2 separate regions of the Danio rerio genome follow, and region 1 is linked to region 2. Evidence: chromatin contacts called from public HiChIP or PLAC-seq data. All regions are on one chromosome and are shown on one strand. The core of a region is the stretch at or near the end of the contact, and the rest is flanking DNA. Distances in the headings are between cores, read along the strand shown. Region 1 holds the start of ccnd3 (cyclin D3). Region 2 holds the start of celsr2 (cadherin, EGF LAG seven-pass G-type receptor 2).

Region 1 (3,299 bases), core at 109-2,608, 140 kb before region 2:
AAAAACAACCAATTTACACTTTTTAGTGAGATATAGGTGTCCTAATAGTGTTTATGGTAGTGTGGGACACATATACGACTGTCAACAGCTCAAAACATGTGCTCTGGTGTTTCGTGACCCTTTAAAAACGCAAACACTACTGTGTTTAAAAATTATGTGACAACATTATATTATTTTTAAAGAGGTTAAAGCAGGGACGTCGCCAGACCCCATTCACAAGTGCCCCAGTAAATGATACGATTTACTTTATATGCAGGTGTATTTATCAAGAGTGGTAAACCCGGAATAGAGACGTTATTCTCTATGTGCAATCGAACTAACACTGGTGAAAGTAATGTCGTTTAATCAAAAAGCGAACTGATGCATGCGTGCTGAAAACCCTACTTGCGTGCTCCACACACATCTCCTTGCTCTGCGAGTCCCGGATGTTGACATGTATGCTGAAAGTATTCGCCGCTCATGCGTTGTGAAACCGGCATCACAGCCGTCAATGCAGAGTTGTCGGCACGCTGTGAGTTTTGCAAGTCGACAAAACTAAAGTTTAAATGGTAATCTGATGACGATGATCCTATTTTAACAGCATGGCTCTTGATAGATATTTTTTTCACATGAAGCAGAAAGGAGGGATGATGAAACTTACTAAACCTGATGTGTCGAGAGACAACATAATTCTGTAAAACGTATTTTTTGTATTGTATAGTATTTCATTCTACTAAAATTAATATTCATACAAATATTTTTTAAATGATCTTAGCATATCTCTCCAGTTTTGTCTTTACCATTTTTTCCAGCTATTAATGATTGATTTCTTTTAATAATTTTGAATAATAATTGTATTATAATAATAACATGTATTTAATAGATACGTTTATTCATAATTATCAAATATTTTTTGTATTATTAAATAAAATTAAATAAAACGATATGGGTGTGTTTGAGGGGGCCGTGCCCCAGTAGTGTTGTCTTGCAATTAACAACAACTGGAGGAATTCATTATTGGTAAAAACACATCTGTACAAGTGTATTTTTCTCATTTGTAATAATCCTGAAGTGAACGTGATAATTTTATTTATTTGACCATCTCACCCAACAAACTAAACTTTTCCACGAGGATTGTTTTTTATCTAGGACCTCTTTGTAGTTTTGTCTTTTTTTATTATTTTTTGTTAAACTAACTTAATTTTATCAGAAATGAGTTTTATTAATTTTTATTAATTATGAGGACAAACAGTTCAGAATTAATAAGAAAAGACAGATGTAGTAACAAAATAAATTACGTAAATTAATTTTAATTAAGGCGCGAAGTGACGTCACATGGTTCGTTCGGACTCTCGTGAGCGCGGGCACGAGGCTCGCTTCTGCTCGCGACGATGCGTCGCTGAATTACCAATAAAACATGCAAATCCACGTATGAATTCCGGTTAACGTGGTGTAACAGAGTGTAAGTGTGTTGAGCGCTAATTGAACACAACCTCGCGTCGCACTTGTGACTGACTGTGGAGTATTTGGTGATGGAGTTGTTCTGTCACGAGCGCGCCGATCTGAACTCGAGTTCCCCGGTGAAGAGCGCGCCGATTCGGGCCTTCAGAGACGCGGTTCTAACCCGGGACACCCGAGTCCTACAGAACCTGCTGAGCCTGGAGAAGCCGAACATCAGCGGAAAACACATAGCCGGCGCCGAGAGCGAAGAGCTGCTGCGCATGCGCAAGATCCTCACCGGCTGGATGCTGCAGGTGAGAACAGCGTTTAAAGGGACAGTTCACCCAAAAAATTAGAAGTATACTGTTTTGTGAAGAATATAAATCATTTAAGTGCGTAACAGAAGAGTTTGCAAACTTTGAGACAAACTACTTCCTCATTAATGGACCGTTATGTTGCTGTTATGAGACGTGTTAAACATGTCTCTATAGAAGTTCACGTTGTTGCTGTAGATGAAATATAACACAGACAACATGATTTAAATATGTTCCAGTTGGCTAAATACTAATTATTAGTCATAATTAATCAATCACTTCATCGTCATCACTTGACGAGTTGACGGTTGATCTTGTGCGTCCGCCATCTTTGTAGTTTGTTTACACTTTTACATTTGTAGTTCTAATCAAATGCACGTCTAATGTACAATATATTATGGGTAAAACTAGTGGTTTGAGTACAGAAGCTTCTACGTTTCACACTTTGGAAATAGTAGTAATGCTATCCTACTAATGCTATCTTTGAATGCTGTTTAGAAAGGATGGTATGGGAATTGGGACGCAGCACTAATCGATAGCCGTGACTCCTGACGACTGAGCTCTTGTGAAGTGAATCGATCGCTCCGAATAAGAAACTGAACATTACTGACAATATTATTTTGCTTTAATACACAGCCTGCTCAAACAGATCTCGGTAAATGTAGTCCGGTCACTTTATTGACATTAGTGGGTGATGCAATCCAACAGTATCTGGATGCAGCCTTTATGACTCAAGCTGAGATTGCATTACTCAGAGATGCAATGTCAGACACAATGCACTCAATGGAGCTAGTGACGTCACTGTGAGGGTGGGGTTAGGTAAGCGATTTAAAAAGCATTGGCTGCAGCTCAGATTGCATCTGCACCAGGTCTGCATCCAGACCCCTCTCACGCAATCGCCAGAATCTATCAACAAACTGCGCAAAACTGGAATATGGCAGAAAACATTTGTGAAAAGTTAGCGTTGGGCAAAGATTTATCGTGATGATTCATATCTAAGATAAAAATTAGATTTGACTTAATGTATACTGTGTGTATTTATTATGTATATATAGATACACACATGCATGTGTATATTTGAGAAAAGGTTTATCTATATTTAGAGATGTAGTATACAATCACCGGCCACTTTATTAGGTACACCTTACTAGTAAGGGGGTTTTGCCTTCAGATCTGCTTTAATCCTTGGTGTCGTAGATTCAACAAGCTGCTGGAGATATTCCTCAGAGGTTTTGCTCCATATTGTCATGATAGCATCACACAGTTGCTGCAGATGTGTCGGCTGCACATCCATGATGCCAATCTCCCGTTCCACCACATCCCAAAGCTGCTCTATTGGATTGAGCTCTGGTGACTGTGGAGGCCATTTGAGTGCAGTAAACTCATCGTCATGTTCACCAGTCTGAGATGATTGAGCTTTATGACATGCTGCGTTATCCTGCTGGAAGTAGCCATCAGAAGATGGAGACACTGTGCTCATAAAGGGATGGACATGGTCAGCAGCAATACTCAGGTAGGCTGTGGCGTTGATGCTCAATTGGTACTAATGGACCCAAAGAAAATCTC
Region 2 (3,658 bases), core at 979-3,478:
AGGACGTACTGTCTCTCCAGCTTGTAGTCCAGCGGTAGAGCGAGCGTAATCAGGCCTCCGCCGCTCTGACTGGTGATGGAGAACCGGTTTCTGGTGTTCCCGCTGGAGATCTGATACGTCACCACGCTGTTAATATCCTGATCGACTGCGGACACTGTGACCACACTTGTTCCGACAGCGGCGTCTTCATTCAGACGCATGTAGTAGGCCTTCTGTGTGAACTCAGGGTTGTTGTCATTGACGTCTAGAATGGTCATGCTAATGCTAGCAGATGAAGACATGGCTGGCGCTCCGTGATCTCGCGCTTCCACTCCGAAGTTATAAAAGTCCACAGTTTCCCTGTCCAGTTCTGCAGCTACGACGATCCAGCCGGTGCTGTTGTTGATGGTAAACGGGAAGTTGGCCGTGGTCTCTGTGAGGCGATATTCCAAGCGTGAATTATCTCCAGCGTCAGCGTCTACGGCCTGAATGTGGATGACAGAATATCCCACAGGAACGTTCTCCAACACTGTCGCCTGGAACGGAGTGCTGACAAATATCGGTGCATTATCGTTAATGTCCAGCACCTGCACTGTGACGAGGCCGCTGATGTTGGAGAGCGGAGGCCGCCCGCCATCTTGTGCACGAATGCGAAGTGTATACTCTTTATTCATCTCATAGTCCAGCTGGCTCACCAGGTCCAGCTTACCTGTCTGAGCGTCGATGTAGAACTGACCCCTCGTGTTCCCGCTCATGATGCTGAAATGAACCACGGCGTTATTTCCGCGGTCCTGGTCAGTCGCTGTAACCTGAAGGATCTCGGTGTTAGGTGTCAGGTCTTCGGGAACCTGAACGATGTAGCGTTTTTCACTGAACTGTGGCGCATTGTCATTGTCGTCCTCCACGACGATGTGGACCGTTGCTGTAGCGCTGCGAGGGCCTGGATCTCGTCCCTGATCGTTCGCTTCAACCATCAGCATGTAGGAGTCGACCGTTTCACGGTCCACCAGGCCTCGTGTGCGTATAACCCCAGAGCGGGAATCAATCTCAAACACGTCATTGGTCCCGTTGCTGTTCAGCAAGTGATAAAGGATGTTTCCGTTGATGGGAGCATCGCCATCTGTTGCACGTACAGTCAGGACCTCGTAACCGATCTCCAGGTTTTCTCGTACGCTCTCTTTATAGTCCTGTTGCTCAAAGGCAGGGTCGTGATCATTTGTGTCGCTGACTGTTACGGTGAGGGTGGCCATAGCCGTACGCCGCGGTGTTCCATGATCCACTGCCGTGACCCTGAACACGTGTGTGTCTTTTGTTTCTCTGTCTAATATCTCCACAGTGGACACGACTCCACTCGCTGGGTCAACAGCAAAGAGATTGTTGGACCGACTATCAAACAGGGCCTCTAAGACATATTCCAGCCTACCGGCTTCACCCTCATCCGGGTCAACTGCTTTTAAAACAACAACAAAAGTCCCAGCTGGCTGATTCTCTGGAACAGACACCTGATACATCGGCGGGTGAAACTGAGGGTTATTGTTGACATTCCTCCTCCTCCTGCTCAGCAGCCCAGAGTTTGAGCGCGCGGCCAGTCTGAGTACCTTGCTCAGGTGAGTTTGTGTGAACGGGCCGCGGCCCACACGCCAGTGCGCATGCGCAGCGCCCGCGCGCCCCCCGCAGCGCATCTGAAACTCCAGCAAAGAGTCGCGGGTGAAACAGAGCCGAGCGGAAGTAAACAGAGATCCGTCGGACATGTAAAACGCTGAAGTCCTGGTTACATTGCAGCGCGCCGGGTTCCCCGGTAACACATCAAACACCCGGAAAACTGCGCTGTGCGCCTCGCGGCACTCTGAAGACTCAGTCAAACTAATAATTTCCACATCCAACTTGTTTTCCCGTTTGCGCGTGCTCGCGCAGTTCTTTCCATGAACGTGCACATCATACCGGCTGGTTACAAGGTGTCTGAAACCCGACGCGTCCTTACAGTCCACGACCGCGTACACGCTGAACGGGTTCGAAAGAACCGAATCGCAGTTCGGAGCGTTCGAGAGAGTCAGCACACCCGCGTCCGGGCGCAGGAAAGTCTCCGCGAAGCGCGGCAGGAGGAGCTGGTCCAGCGCGCAGGAGCCCCGCTGCAGCTCGGCGATCGCGGTGCCCGGTCCCGCATCCTCACTCACATGCACGGAGAAACAGTCCACGAGCCCCGCGAGCTCAAAACACCCGAAAACAAAGAGCAACAAATCCCCCTTCATCGCTCCTCGCTGCTGCTCCGCGGAGAATGAATTAAATCCAGTTTTTCCCCTCAAACTTGGCGTGCGGAGTCTCCATGCTGATCCACGCACTGCGGTCACGCGCACACACACTCACTCACTCACTCACACACACCTCCAAAGAAACAGCGAGTCCGGGGAGGGGGATCATTAACATAAACCTGATTCACACACACAGAAAAAAAGGAGGGGGGGGGGGGGTGCTGGTGGGGGGTGTCCTGTGGATGCAGTTGGGGGCAGATCTTAAAAGGGCAACTGCCCCACACAAACACACACTCTATCTGTCTCTCTCTTACACACACACACACACACACACACACACACACACACACACACACACACACACACACACACACACACACATCTGCCTTTCTGTGAAGCAGCCCTGAAGTTGCTGATTTATAAGTGATCAGTGAATGTCGGAGTAAACGGAAACCCTGAATATTCAGCGGGCTGTCAGATAAACAGTGGCTTGTTTTATTTCACTGATAGATTGACTGTAATCTCTGCTCATTCACCCTGTTAAAGGTGCAAAAGATCAAATCTCAAAATCACACTGGGATAAAATGTTAAAATATGACATTAAATTGTAGAAAATAACGTTATTATAAAGCGATTTAATCTATAATAAAACTTACCTTGATGTGGGCAGTTGCCAAACAAATATTTGTTGATTTCCTTATTTTCACTCACGTTGACACTAAAATGACCCTTAATAAACTCGAGCAAAATTTTTGTTTTGGGCTTCAGTTCTGTGTTGTGCGTGTGAGTTTTGTGTGTGTGTTTTGTGTGTGTGTGTGTGTGTGTGATATGCTAATTATGACAGCAGTTTCAGTCATGTGTAAATGATTTCAAAACTCCCAACTGTTTTCTTTTGGCGCCTTCTGCTGTCTGGAGCGTGTCTGCGCATGTCCGCCTCCCCTCAGAAGGCTCGCTGTAGTTTTGAATGAAGCTTTCTACACATTTAATAATTGAGTTTACTCGCTTTGCAATAGTGCTGAAAAACTTTTGCATATTTTATCTGAGTTATATGGTTATCTTTTTTTAAGCCCACTATAGCTTACACCAATGTATGTACTTGAGTTGTTTGATGTTATTTTGGCGCCTTCTGCTGTCTCGGTCGCGTCAGCGCATGCCCGCCAGCATTAGCTCACAGAAAGCTCGTTTTAGTTATGAATAATGAGTGGTTTTCTGTGGGGTATAATATTTCACCACAGCGCGTTTAGTATGAAAAGGCTCGCCCTGAGGCTTCTCCATCAGTTGCTGCACCTGCTCTGGAAAACTGAGCAGCTTCAGACCGCCGCTGGAGGCCGCTGTTCTACTGGAGGTATACCGAAAACACGGACTAGGGGTATCTCCGTATTTCTTCTGAACCTCTTACGTTTTATTTGACAATAAATTACCGATGGATT

The links. HiChIP or PLAC-seq counts read pairs in DNA pulled down with a chosen protein or histone mark.
Region 1: a contact with region 2 is called in an H3K4me3 HiChIP or PLAC-seq map of gastrula embryo, with 2.8 times the contacts expected there. The contact joins the promoter of ccnd3 here to the promoter of celsr2 in region 2. A contact is called at or near these places in 2 of 18 Hi-C or Micro-C datasets (caudal fin and hematopoietic stem cells) and 1 of 4 datasets of contacts at active chromatin or transcription factors (gastrula embryo).

The regions. Positions count from the first base shown.
Region 1 is chr22:562,790-566,088 of GRCz12tu, reverse strand. It overlaps ccnd3 (cyclin D3), which reads left to right and starts at 1,358. Exons shown (of 5, transcript NM_001006017.1): 1 at 1,358-1,733. The coding sequence starts at 1,512.
Region 2 is chr22:425,571-429,228 of GRCz12tu, reverse strand. celsr2 (cadherin, EGF LAG seven-pass G-type receptor 2) reads right to left here and starts at 2,228. Exons shown (of 32, transcript NM_001080577.1): 1 at 1-2,228. The coding sequence starts at 2,228.